Regions from separate parts of the Anas platyrhynchos genome. Here region 2 is linked to region 1. A link is a contact called in public Hi-C data. All regions are on one chromosome and are shown on one strand. Each heading gives the region's core, a stretch centred on a gene start, on an enhancer-like site or on the middle of the called end of the contact. The rest is flanking DNA. Distances are from core to core; before and after follow the strand shown.

Evidence for each region. A called contact is a pair of places that touch in the nucleus more often than the background predicts.
Region 2: a Hi-C map of subcutaneous adipose tissue shows a contact between it and region 1, with 4 times the contacts expected there. The contact joins two enhancer-like sites. A contact is called at or near these places in 6 of 8 Hi-C or Micro-C datasets (F1 follicle, F5 follicle, liver and 2 more).

What each region holds. Positions count from the first base shown.
Region 1 is chr1:11,482,051-11,488,502 of IASCAAS_PekinDuck_T2T, reverse strand. LOC101797418 (guanine nucleotide-binding protein G(t) subunit alpha-3) reads right to left here. Exons shown (of 9, transcript XM_072028538.1): 9 at 3,446-6,066. The coding sequence ends at 5,876. Among named protein-coding and RNA genes, the nearest start is that of CD36, 76 kb to the right of the region's middle. Within about 2 kb of position 2,437, at least 1 of the 8 cell types and tissues checked has an H3K27ac peak or open chromatin away from gene starts, as enhancers often do.
Region 2 is chr1:11,628,084-11,634,535 of IASCAAS_PekinDuck_T2T, reverse strand. No RefSeq gene overlaps it. Among named protein-coding and RNA genes, the nearest start is that of CD36, 220 kb to the right of the region's middle. Within about 2 kb of position 3,340, at least 2 of the 8 cell types and tissues checked have an H3K27ac peak or open chromatin away from gene starts, as enhancers often do.

The DNA of each region.
Region 1 (6,452 bases), core at 1,188-3,687:
GCTTTTTCTCTGGTGCTACATTTACCTCTTCACTGCTTGATCTGCTAGGTTTACTTCCCTATCTACTAATGTTGATGGATTTTGCCTGGAGTAAGAGGTGTGATAGAAAGTTGTCATCCTGAGATGCTTGTTGGGAGGAGTATGATTTTCATGGTAGTGGATTTTTCCTCTTCTTTGCTAGTAAAAACATGATGTTGATGCTGACGGCTGCTTCCTCCTCACTTGTAGAGGCCACCTGGGTACATTTTTTTTTTTTTTTATCACGACTACACCCTGATTTTTCTTTTTTGGTTTGCAATGCAATTCTTATATTACATCTAACTTTACTATACATGTATGTGATGGGGTTTATACATGAGACACTTGTTTTTTCTCTTATCCCTAAAACTGTTTTTGCCCAGATCCTAGGTTTGCAGTACCTTTGATGGTGATTTAATGATAGCCCAAGGGCCTCTGGTATCATCCTATGCCCAAACCTTTACAGCCATTTTTATCACTCTGCAGCTTTACTTTACGCTTCATCATTAATCTAGGGTCATAAATCGTTCTACACAGTATAATTACTTGCTATTCCTATTTACATGTATATAAAAACTTTTAGCAACAGGTATTACACCAATTATATAAAGCTAAGCAAAATGAAAACAGATAAGGGATGAGACCCCTGCTCATTAAACAATTGTTAGAGATAAACAAGCTGAAACAAAGTACCAAGCTAGCTGAGACTAGTACAGACAAAACCTAACAAGCCCTCAGGACTGTTTTAAATTAATACAAAACCTGTGGCTTGTTATCAGCAACAGCGACACTATTTACAGATACATGGGGCTACATAGGGCACAATAAGATGGAGAAGAGATTCCAAAGGATCCAGTTCTCATTTTTTTTAAAAAAAAAAAAACACTATGTAGTGATAGTAATGATAGTATCTTTGCATCTCTGAAACGTACAGTACTGAAGATAGGATAGTAGATGTACAGTAGTGAAGATAGGATTAGACTTTGGACATGAACAATTTTGAGAAATCTAAATTCTCAATGTATCAATAACTCAGGAGAATGAAAAGCGCTAATAGCAGTTTAAAGTGCTGTTTTACCTTCTGTCATTCACATCTCAAAGACTGGACCTGATTTCTAGCAAGGATAGTTAAAACTAGGAATAGGGCTAGAATTTGGGAAAGTACAGACTGAGGATCCCAGGTCCTTACTGTGTCTTGGAGCAGGGAAGAGGATTTGTGTCATTTTTATCAAAACTGTTTTTTCTTAACACTTTGTTGGTTCCTGTCTCATGCCCACCATTACATTTTGAAATGAGGTAGGACCAAGATCAGAGTTTCACCTAGGGTTTTGGAAAGTACAGGCTCACACACCCAAGTTCTATCTAAGGAAAGAATTGAAGTTAGGCTTGGGGTTTTGGAATATTGTTTTCTATTTAGTGTCTTCTATGGAAAGTGAAAATTCAAAGGGATGACCTTCTGGATCCCGTTGTCTATATTTTTTTTCCATGGAAGCCATGTTTTGTGATTATATCTGGTCCCCAAAATTTCTTCTCTTTGTTGAAATTTCTTCTTTTTGTTGAATTTCTTTTCTTTGTTTTTCTGGTGAAAATAACCATTTTCAACAAAAATGGGAGGGTAATTTCTCTCTGTCATACCTCATAGCCCTGTAATAAGGTCAATTTGCAAATTTGCACTCCCCCCCCCTTTTGGGGTGTGGTTGTAGATTAAAACATCTTTTGTTTAGGAAGAGCCTAGAAATGGAGGTGCCACCATGTGAATAATCTGACTGCTAATCTGCTAAAATGCAAAAAACACATGGTAGGTAACTATTTCCTCAGCCTGTTTATTGTAGCTCTCCTCCTATCTCACTTTTTGGTCTGCCCTGGGTTCAGAGTTCAGGCCCCCATGGGCTGACAGCCACGTTAAGCATCAGTGCTAAGTATTTTTCATGGCAGATCTGGCCCTGCTAACCACAAGCTGGTGCCTGAATTTAGATGCTCAGTGACTCCAAGGTAAATTTGGAGATACTTAATGGACTTAGGCACTTACGGGACGAGCCAGCCTTGACCAGTGAATGACACAGCTCTCTGCTGGAATGACCCAGCCCCGGAGGACACCGGAGGACACCAGTGAACTGGAGTGCACCTCAGTGAGAACGGTGACACTCAAACATGCCATGTATGCTCCCTTCCTCCGCCACACCTCTGGGGCGGCTTTTAGTTCACAAGCCTTCCCATAAAAATGAAAATAAAGACGAACACTTTGTCACCAGCCCACAGAACTCCCTCTCTCTGTCCTTCCCCTGACTGCCTGAGGCACTAGAGCTCTGTCTGCGTTTGCAGGAAGAAATAAAAAGCGGTGCTGGACGAGCTACAGACACCGCAAGGGCCGGGCCGGGCCTTCTCGGCCTACAAGGCACCAGGGCTGGAGCAGCGGTGCTATGGCTCCCCCTGGCGGCCCCCTGTGGAGCCGCTCACGGCTGAAGGAGGCCCCAGGCCCCGCGCTGCCTCCTCTCAGCTCCGGCCTCTCCCCGCTTGCTCAGCTGATATAATCGTTAATATCCATCTTTAACTCTGTTGTTGTTGTTGTTTTGTTTTGTTTGTTTGTTTTGTCTAAAGTGTCCTATGAGCAGATGCAGGCACCCCGATGAGCTTGTCTAGACTGGGTGACAGTCAGCGTTCCCCCAGTGTCGGTTGCCACCGCCTCTTCGATGAACTGCAAATCAATATGCCACAGTGGTTGTCAATAGCATAAATTATGCCCCTTAAAAGAGAGAATTAAGTGATTATTGGGGATTTAGCCACCTGCTTCTATTGGCCTGACCCCAGCATACGGAGCAGGGTATGCGTTCCCAGCTACCAGTGCTCCCTGGCTATGCCACGTCTGGACATGCTGGTTTCAATGGAAGACCCTTGGGCCCGTGGCTGGCTGGGCTTAAAATCAGCCTCAGGTAAAATATACACAATCGTGAATTTGCATGGGAGGCAGGGCAAGGTGGGACATGTCTTTGTGTCTTTTTCCCTCAAAGAACTCTGTTGCTGGTTGGCAAAGTGTACAAGGATTTGTGGGAAAGATCACATCTTATGTTTCCACTGCAGGGAAACTTGCAGTCCTGCTACCAGCGGGGCCCTGGGTTGTGATAGTGTAAGCCTGCCTCTCCCACCATCCACAGAATTCAGATTCCAGGTTTTTCTCAGCATTTTTGCTATCAGATTTTTTGCATGATGGCATTTGAACAGCCACTGGATTTCTCTGCAGAACGGGGCACTCAAGTCACTCACTGCGTGCCCTATGCTGTCCTCCAGCCCTTTCAGCACAGGAATTATAGTGACACTACCCACAGTAATTTTTCTTGGAGGGTCACAAAGTACAGTGCTCATCTGTCACTTACTTTCCAGAAACTCGATAAGCAATAATTTATATATAAAAAAAGAGAGTTCACACCAGTATGTTTAAGTATTTTATTTCTACCAGTGGTCAGCCTACTGTGACGTAGGATACAGTTATTACTAATACAGTTTTTACATGTATTAACTTTCAAGCTACAGTGTAAAGTCCATCTGAATTCTAAGGCATGTATTTGAAGAAAATGTTTCAGAGATGTGTTTGTTTATGAATTTGTCTCTTAAAGATCTTGAACTTTACTATGCCACAAAGACGTCCAGAAATTAATGTTGATGCCACCACACTTCAAATTATTCATTTTAAATGAGATATATTGCTGGAAATGAATCCAGACACTTTTCATTGGAATTCCATTATTTTCAATATAAACTAGGAATTAATCAAGTGGGGCATTACAGATCAGGCAGTAATAGAAATCTAACCAGTACAAATTGTGTTTTAGCCAACATGTTGGTTCAGCTCTCTGCACAACTCTAGCTAAGGTTTTGTGTACACAATTTTCAAAATCAAGTGGTCAGAGACAGTCCTTTAGTCTGGCAAGTGTTTGTCAAGGTGCTACTCCATGAACCAAGGCCTAATAATGCCTTCTGTTACTTTTGACTTAAGCTCTCACTATTTTTTCACATTTTCTTTACTTACGTATCTGCATATAGATCACATACAATTTTACCAATAGCAACATAAATTGCTTTCCTCTATTATCAACTGCTAAATACGTTCTTGGTAGAATGCAGTAAACTTTTCCACTATTAGCTCTTCAGTTGGGATTCAGTTAAGACTACATGTCCCAGTCCCTGGTATCCACCTGGGGACTTCCATGACTTCACACCATCAAAATTATTCTCATTACTGTCAAGACTAAGCCACTGAATCAAAAGTGTTTGTTTTTTAAACAGCTGATTTCCAGATGGACAGTGACAAAAAGACTAGTCATGTTGGGAGTCTGTTCAAACAAGGAGGTAGTAGCAACGTTTTTTAAGTCTTAAAATTCAGTGAGACACTGGGCTACAATTTCCAGTGTTGTTGTCATTACATGGTTTCACAGTGGGGCTTTACCTCCAGATTTGTGCTGTTTGTAGCATTTAGCACAAAGTTCCAAGTTGTGCTGGGAGACCTGCACAGACTGATAACCTTGATTAAGTCAAGTGCTTGCAGGATTCTGTTGTTCAGTGCCCAAGTTGCCTGTCCTAGTGTTTTTTATAATTAGATTAACCAGAGCATAACAAGATTATGATGAAAATGAGTTCAAAATATATTTAATGAAAACTAAACTGAAAAAAAAAATAAAAAAAAATTCATTTCTCAGATTTCAAAAGTGAATGTTTCTGCAAGACCAAATTTTAAAATTCAGTTTAATATATTTAGAACTTGCATTTTGTTTACCATAGCTAAATGTTTTCTGTTGTTATAGTCACAGTAAATCAAGTGTAATGGGAGCAGTTCTTCATTAACAAGTTCTTTGCATAGAGAATGGATTTCTTCACCAAACTCCTAATAATATGTTATTGCCTCAAGTACAGGGGGGTCACATATGCTGTGCACTGGTGGAGATGACTACTGCAATCACAGGGTACTAAAGAGGTTCAGCAGTAGGATAATTAATAATCATAAAAAAAAAGTCAAATATCTAATTGTTAAAAATGTTTCACCTTGCCTTTGTAGAATATGCAAAGACTGACAGTTACTGTAATATTTTTTTGTCCCTCAGTGATTCCAAAAACTTACCTACCATCTGCCTCCATCCTACTGCTGTGGGTTTTTTAATTGCTGTTGTTATTTGTTTGTTTATTTTTGTTTTCTCTAAACTGGTGAGCAGCATTTATGAATTTTGTATATGTGCAGTTTTTATACATGTATGTGTGTCCCTCAACTCTCCTATCAAAACAGTGTAATTAGACATTCAGATTTGCACTGCTCTTTGTCATGTGACAGTAAAGTCTGTGTGTTTGCTTCTGTTAAACTTATGGAATGACATTTTTTATTGTCAATGTAACATGAAAACACAAGAGCAATGAATGGAAATTATCTACTGATACTACTTTTTGATGGTATAGCTTTTTTTAAGGCTTTAGATATGACAATTATCTAATCTCTGTTTTGTATTATCCTTTTAACCCCCCTACAGAGAGGGGTTATAAGATACTGAGGTTCCCCCAGTTTTCTGAGAAGTGCTGATTACCTTAAAATGAGTAAAATACATGAGTAAAATAGGATTTCCACTTTGATTCCGGCAGAATTTATCAGTGGCTAGCATCTCTGAAGAAGGCATATATTTTTCAGTCTTTTTATGACATATAGAAAGTCTGTATTGTTTTGCAGTACTCATGCTATACCCAAAGCTTCAATTGACAGCTAACGAAAACCTGAAGGGTATTGTTTCTTCCCTACTGATTTTTCTCTCTATCAGCAAGCCAGATGTACAGAAGAAAGGGTACAGACCTGAAATCAGGCTACAAGTCAGGAAATGAATGGCTAAAAAAGCCCACAGTCTTTCAGATTTTCTTTGATTATTATGTCTGTGACCGCATCAAAAACAAACTTGACATTCTGGGTGTCTGTGGCACATGTCAAGTGAGAATATATCTCCTTGTCTTCTTTCCTTATGTTCAAGTCTAGGAATTGTTGCTTGATGTAATTTCCAGCATCTTCAAATGTATTTAGTCCTAGTGGAGATGACAGTAAGAGGCAAGAAGACATGTAACAACTTGTACTCATGTACTTCCTCATAGCTGCTAAGAAACATTTTTTTTTCTTTCTTGTTTTTCTTTTTTTTTTTTTGGGGTGGGGGGGGGGCAGAAGGTGGGGATTATTTTCAAGCATTAGATATGAAAGTTTGTATCTAAACTGCCCATTCAAATTCAAATTTCTATTCCTAATGAAAAGTACTAATTTCTGAAGAGAAATGCTCACAAGTAGGTAGGACACTGTGAAACTGTTAAGGCCCTTAGAAAGAGCAGAAAATGAGTGAAATGGAAGGAAAAAAAAAAAAAAAAAAAAAAAAAAAAAAGGAGGGACCATAAATAGGGACCATAAATTCTGAGGGAATAGC
Region 2 (6,452 bases), core at 2,091-4,590, 150 kb before region 1:
CATTGGCAAAGACAATAAAAATTAAAATTCCAATTTGTTCTTATGGATGACATTAAATTCTCTTAGATTTATGTCTAACTATTTTGAGATGCCACAGAGCTGGTTTGGATTCATATATTTTTAATCACTGTATTGGAGTATGTGTTTCCTATATATGAATATAGGTATTTTGTACGTTTCATTTAATTTTACTTCAGATGCTTTGCTTTCTCTTGAAACAATCAAAATACTAGACTGCTACCCTCTATGTTAAGCTAGTCCCACATTTGTAAATGTTGTAAAATGCATAAAATAAGAGGAACAGAGGTAATAACAGTACTGTAGCTTGCTTCTCCATGACTGTCTGTGGAGGAATGCCCTTTCTATCCTAAGCCATGGAGATACTTTGGCTAACTTTGTCACAGCTTAGAATTTTCATTGGCCAAATAAACCCTTGGTCTTCTGACTGCCTTTCGTTATGTTGCATAATCCAGTCTTTCTTAGTATTCTCTGCTGCTCAGCATTTTATGTTGGCTTTTCATAAAGCTTGCATATTAAAGAATTCATAGGCAATTCTACTCATGAAAAATTATTCTTTTTAAAGCACAGAGGACAAAAGCAGCTTTTTCCAAGGGTGTTGGCTATTAGAAAGATGGCCATTAAAATAAAGCAATCCTGCTGTAAGACTGCTTTTTGAATGAAAACTAATACTTTAAAACTACTAGTTTTTACCAGAATTGTGGGTTTGGTGACTGAGACTTAAGATAAAAAAGAAGGATAATGAGAGCTTAAGGGAAAAAAAAAAAAAAAAAAAAAAGTAAAAAATAAAGAATAAAAAACAAAAGGGGGAACAGGGGGAAAGAAAGGAAGGATAATAAGAAAATAATAAAAAGGAAGGATAATCAGAGACAGCAGTCCATGCAGTGCAGAATGATAAGAGCCAGCAGAGACAGAGGGTGATTAATGGAAGAACCGATGAGCAGACCTAAACATCTTTTTCACCTTCATATTTTACTACAGTTGAAGACATTTACATTAGTTAGATCACCAGGCCATAAAGCTGAGTGAGCTGAGACAGATAATTTCATACATGGAAAGTCTAAGCTTGAGTTATGCCTGAGTAAGCAGCCTAAAATTACCGAGGATTTGGAGGGTGCAGTCTTCAGGTTAGCTCCAGAGAAGCTGGTAATAGCAGGGTAGTGAGCTGTAGGTGACTGAACCCCAGGACTCAATACCTGAGTAAATGGATATATGAGAAGCCTCAGTTTATTGCGAACAACATTAGGAGTCCATCACCTATAAGAAGAGGACATTATTGTTTCTGAATTTTGGGGGTGCATTAGTTCTTGAACAAGTGTGGTCCTTTCTGCACTGGAAGGAAAGCAAACATTTTGTGATTGCTTGCAAAGGCTCGTGTAAGTCCTCTCACAATCATGCAGACTGTTTCTTTCACTGATCCTTCCTCTTTTTAAACATGCACTTCTCATCTCCATCCAGACGGATTTGATAGGTTCTTTGGTTACTGCTCTTCTGAAGATCACAAAGCACAAAATTTTTGTTTTAAGAAACAAAAAAAAAATAAAATAAAATAAAAATGGGGGCTTTATCCACTTGTGACTGCTGGCTGGAGCAAAATGTATTTTTGCATACAGTGATGAAATTTTAGATGCAATATGTTCTTCCTTATTCCTCATGCCCTGTACCTCTCATACCCACCACATCCTGATATCAAATGAATATTTTACAGAAGAATGTGTATTTTGTTCTCTGCTAAGGTACCCTTGCTGGTTTCCTAACTTTTTGCCATATGGTTCTCTAAGCTTACAACCTACAAAGATAAATGTTCACTTTGTAACTCTGAATTTCTATAAAATATTATGTATAAAACCTGAAACACAAAAAGCTCTGCATATTTCAGAACATCATGCATTAAAAAAAAATAATGGAAATAACACAAAATATGAAGTATAATATTTCATTCAGGGCTGTCTAATCAAGTAGCATTTTATAGCTGAGATTACATTCTGTTTGTGCAAACAATGAATGCTTGTGAAATCTTTGCTAGACTTGACAATGTGGCCATTCTACCAGTGGAGGTAATTAGAGAAAAGAATTAAAACACTCAGAACAAATACTGTTGTTAAAAAAAAAAAAAAAAAAAAAAAAAAAAAAAAGCCCACTCACTACTGGAGTTAATAGGAAGCTAAGATACTGCTAAATGGTACTGCAGAGGTGTTGTGAAATCATGGAATTAATTTGCAACAAATTATTCCCACTGGAGACTGTATTTTAAGACAGAAAACACAAAGTATTAAGTCAGGAGGAGTTCAGGATTCCTTTGAGAACTATTTTGCATTGCATGCTGAAGTTCAAGCTCCAGGATCTGAAATGTAAGCTACAATGGAAACATTTAATTTCCCTTTTGAATGGCCTTCACCATGGCAGACAATTTTTTCCTAGATTGTTGAATGAAAGGTATTTCATCAACAGAGAAGTCATTTTTTATTAAAAGAACAATCAATTTTCTCTACTACACAAGATCAAAATCAAGGGACAGCATGCTACAAACAGATACAGACTGTTCCAGTCTATAACCTACAAGGACAGCTGAAATATTATTCCTATTTATAAAATCCACAAGAAAATGAAGTTTATCAAGAATTACTAGTGACAAAACATGCACTTAGTGATCTAAGTTTAAAGGCTTTATATGATTGGACCTACTTAAAAGTAATTGATTTTTCAAGGTTTGATATTTGATAAAATTTGGATAGAAAATACAGAAAATTATTTAAAGTCCTAAAATTCTAATAATCTTGTATTTTTTAATTCTGAGAATCTCAGACTTGAGCTATATTTCAAAGATAAAGTTCTAATTTCAGCAATGATTGGGTAATGACTACATGGCTTCAGGCATGGCGGTAAAAGGCATGGGTACCCAGGTGATGGGTACTGGTGAAGGAAAATGCTTGAGGAGCAGGGATTCCTGCAAATCAACACCTGGTTGTGCAAGTAGCATCATCAATAGGGACTCAGCTTTAAAAAACACTGGATCCTCTCTGAGGATTGAGGACTGATATGGAGAGAAGGGATCTACCTGAAGAAGTGAGTCAAGAGGGGCTCATCAACAACCTGGCTAACCTGGTGAGTTTTTAAACTAGAAATGACAAGGCAGAGAAATAACGTCATGGTTAAGAGAGGTAGCAGTGGACAGAGTTGGAAAGCAAAGGGTGACAAAGACAAGAGAGACCTCAGAATAAGTAAAACAGAGTAAAGAGGCATCCACTGAAGAGTATACAAAGCCTGCAGCCCGGGAAAGGAGCAGGAGGAACCAGAGCTCGGCATGTGGTTACAAAACCACAACATCGTTGAAATAACTGAGATGCTTTAGGACAGCTTCCACAACTGGAGTGAGCAACAGAAGAATACAAGCTTTTCACAAACAACAGACAAGGAAGACAAGGAGGAAGGGTTGCCCTCTGTGGGTTAAATATATGGAGTTCTCCTACAGGTGGATGGTGGAAAGTTTGTGGGTCAGGATCAAAGGAGAGACCAGTAAGAGAGGTTTTTGCTGGGTTGCTGTTCCACACTCTCAAAGCAGGGTGGCAGAAATTTCTTTAAACAACTCTAATATCTTTCTGGTCACTGACTCTGGTTCTCATGGGGGACTTTAACCCTCTTGATATCTGCTGGAAAGGCAACACATCAGAACCCAGTGAATAAGATTTCTGGTGTCCCTCAGAAATAACTCATCAATCCAGGTATTGGATGGAAACACCAGGGATGAGGCACAGCTGGATCTGCTAGTCACAGGAAGAACTGGTTAGGGATTACCCAAACATGTCTAGATAACCTTTGGCAGCCTTTTTTTTTTTTTTTTTTTTTTTTTTAGCAAATATAAAATTATGGAGCTTGGTATCCTGTGGGGAGAGAGTTAAGACAGCAGCAGTGGGCTATTGGATGTGAAGAAACTTTGGTTTATCCAGGAAACTGACAGGTGAGATCCCATGGGAAGCAGATCCAAGATGTAGAGGAGCCCAGGAAACTGGTGGGTCTTTAAGGACATAATCCTCCACACCCATATTCAGGAAAATAAATAGGTACATCAAGAAGCTGGTTTGGCTGACCAGAGAAACTTGTGATGGTGTTTCAGTGAAAAAGCCAGCCTATGGAGTTGCAAGAAATATAGCTCAGGCAAGTTATGTGTGGTGTTGGAAAAGCCAAAGCTGAGATGGAATTGAGATTTACAAAGGATATCATGGGCAACAAGGAAGGGTTTATACCACTACATTAATAATAAAATGCTGAACAGGCCTCTACGCTCAAAGGATTCAAGGAGGATCATCAAGCAATAGTACAGACTGCACAGAGAAGGTGTTTCAATCTCCATTCTAGGAGGCTTCTAAGACCCTAACTGGATAAAGTCCTGAGCCACCTGGTCTGAACCCAGAGCTGACTCTGTTTGGAGCCATAGGTCAAACTACAGACTTCCCAAGGTCTCGAATTATCCTATGATCCTATAATTTGTTGAAAATCAACTTGCACAGATTGATCATTAAAGTCAGTTCAGAAATATATTGGTTCACTCAGCCAAACCAAATACCATCTGTTTCCCAAAAAGGTGAGACTGATTAAAATAACAGCCATGGCTTTGTTTTTCTATGCCACCTGCCTCAAACCCACATTAAAACTCAATGATCGACTGGTATTTGATTTGCCATATGTACAAGAAAAAAAATAGTGTTTAACAGTTTACAGATGTCATAAAATAATCTATTTGAAGAACCATAAAATAAACATCCTTATTTGCAACTTTTACAAATCTTCATTAGTCTTACCAAAGTTAAAATATCAGTGAGCTAAAGTAGTGACTTTTGTATGAGGTCTGTTTTTAATAAACTCAGGTCTAAACTTTGGTTTTATTTATTTATAAATCACAGGATTACAGAATGGTTTGGGTCGGAAGGGACCTTAAAGATCACCCATTTCCAACTTCCTGCCATGGGCAGGCACACCTTCCACCATACCAGGTTTCCCAAAACCCCATCCAGCCTAGCCTTGAGCACCTCCAGGGATGGGGAATCCACAGCTTCTCTGGGCAGCCTGTTCCAGTGCCTCACCACCCTCAGAGTAAAGAATTTCTTAATAATAAATAATAAATTCTTTCTAATTGCAATTTTTTAATTTGGGGGAGAGAAGAGAGATGACAAAAGTTGAAGAATAAATCCTCCTTAGGATTCAAGCTTGTCAATGAGAGTTAGAATAGTTTTATGAGGATCTTTCTGATATCTTACTTTGAAGTATGTTCAGAATATCGATAAAATACAATGTCAAATTGATAGAATTTGTTAATTCTGTCTCTTCTTGTCTTCTCAATTTTGAGAAAGCTTTGTCACTTTAGATGGATTTTTATGGGAGCTGACGACCTTTCATTTCCAAATTCCAAGCTCAGTTTGTCTTTAAAGCAATATGCACAACTGGGAGTGACTAACCACAACAAAAATGATTCCTGAATGCTTGTGTGCTATTTCTGTCATTGCTCACTAGATGGCCTCGACATCACTAAGTTCACCTTTGCTTAGGCTGCTATTAGCCTCTCCGTAATGGACTTGCTGTGATATTGCACGGAGGGACCTTCACTAATACTGTCTGCACAATACTTGCTGGCTTCTTGTCAGTTCACACAGGGGGTGCCAGTGACTGGAAGAGAAAAAAAATAAAAATGTTTTCTTGGGAAGAAGTGTACATAATTAATGTATACTTAGGTACAAACCAAATTAACTAAATTAAGTCTTGCATGTTTTTCCTTTCTGATTTTGTCTTTGTTTAGCTGGTAATATAATGTTCTTGGGAAGGAAAAGTTTCAAGTTTCACCATCAATACTTAGCTAGCTCTCTACAGTAGGACAAGAGCCATTATAGTAAGGGAAAGGTCTTTTTTTTTTTTTTTTTTCTTCTTAGTTTCATTCTCTGGCTTATGGACAAAACACAGCTGTTTCTGAGATGCTAAACAAAAGACAGCTTTGTTATAACTAAATATATCCCAGATGCAAGTGTTTGCATGCACAAAGTCCCACAGTTGATGCATGGATTTTAAAGTCCAATATCTCCTTTAGAGAGCGATTTCAGCAGGGTTTATCACTGGGCTGTACAGCAGTTCCCTACGTGCCTCCAGACCAGATGCAATGCAGCAGTGCACCCACACACTTGTTCCTGCAGCCCCGTGAGTCTCAGCAAGCTGGATATTATGGGGGGCTCTGCTGGGCTGTGTGACAGCATCCAGTCCTCTACCTACTCTGAAAATCATAACTGACTAAAACTTTGGAAGGTGCTGTGCATTTAAAACTTTCAACGGGCTAATATAATATTTATTTTAGTCTCTTAACAAAATTGTATAAATCCAGAATATTAAATTAAAAAAAAAAAAAAAATCAAATCGAATCAGACAATACTTAAACTAGCTGGCTTGTTCAC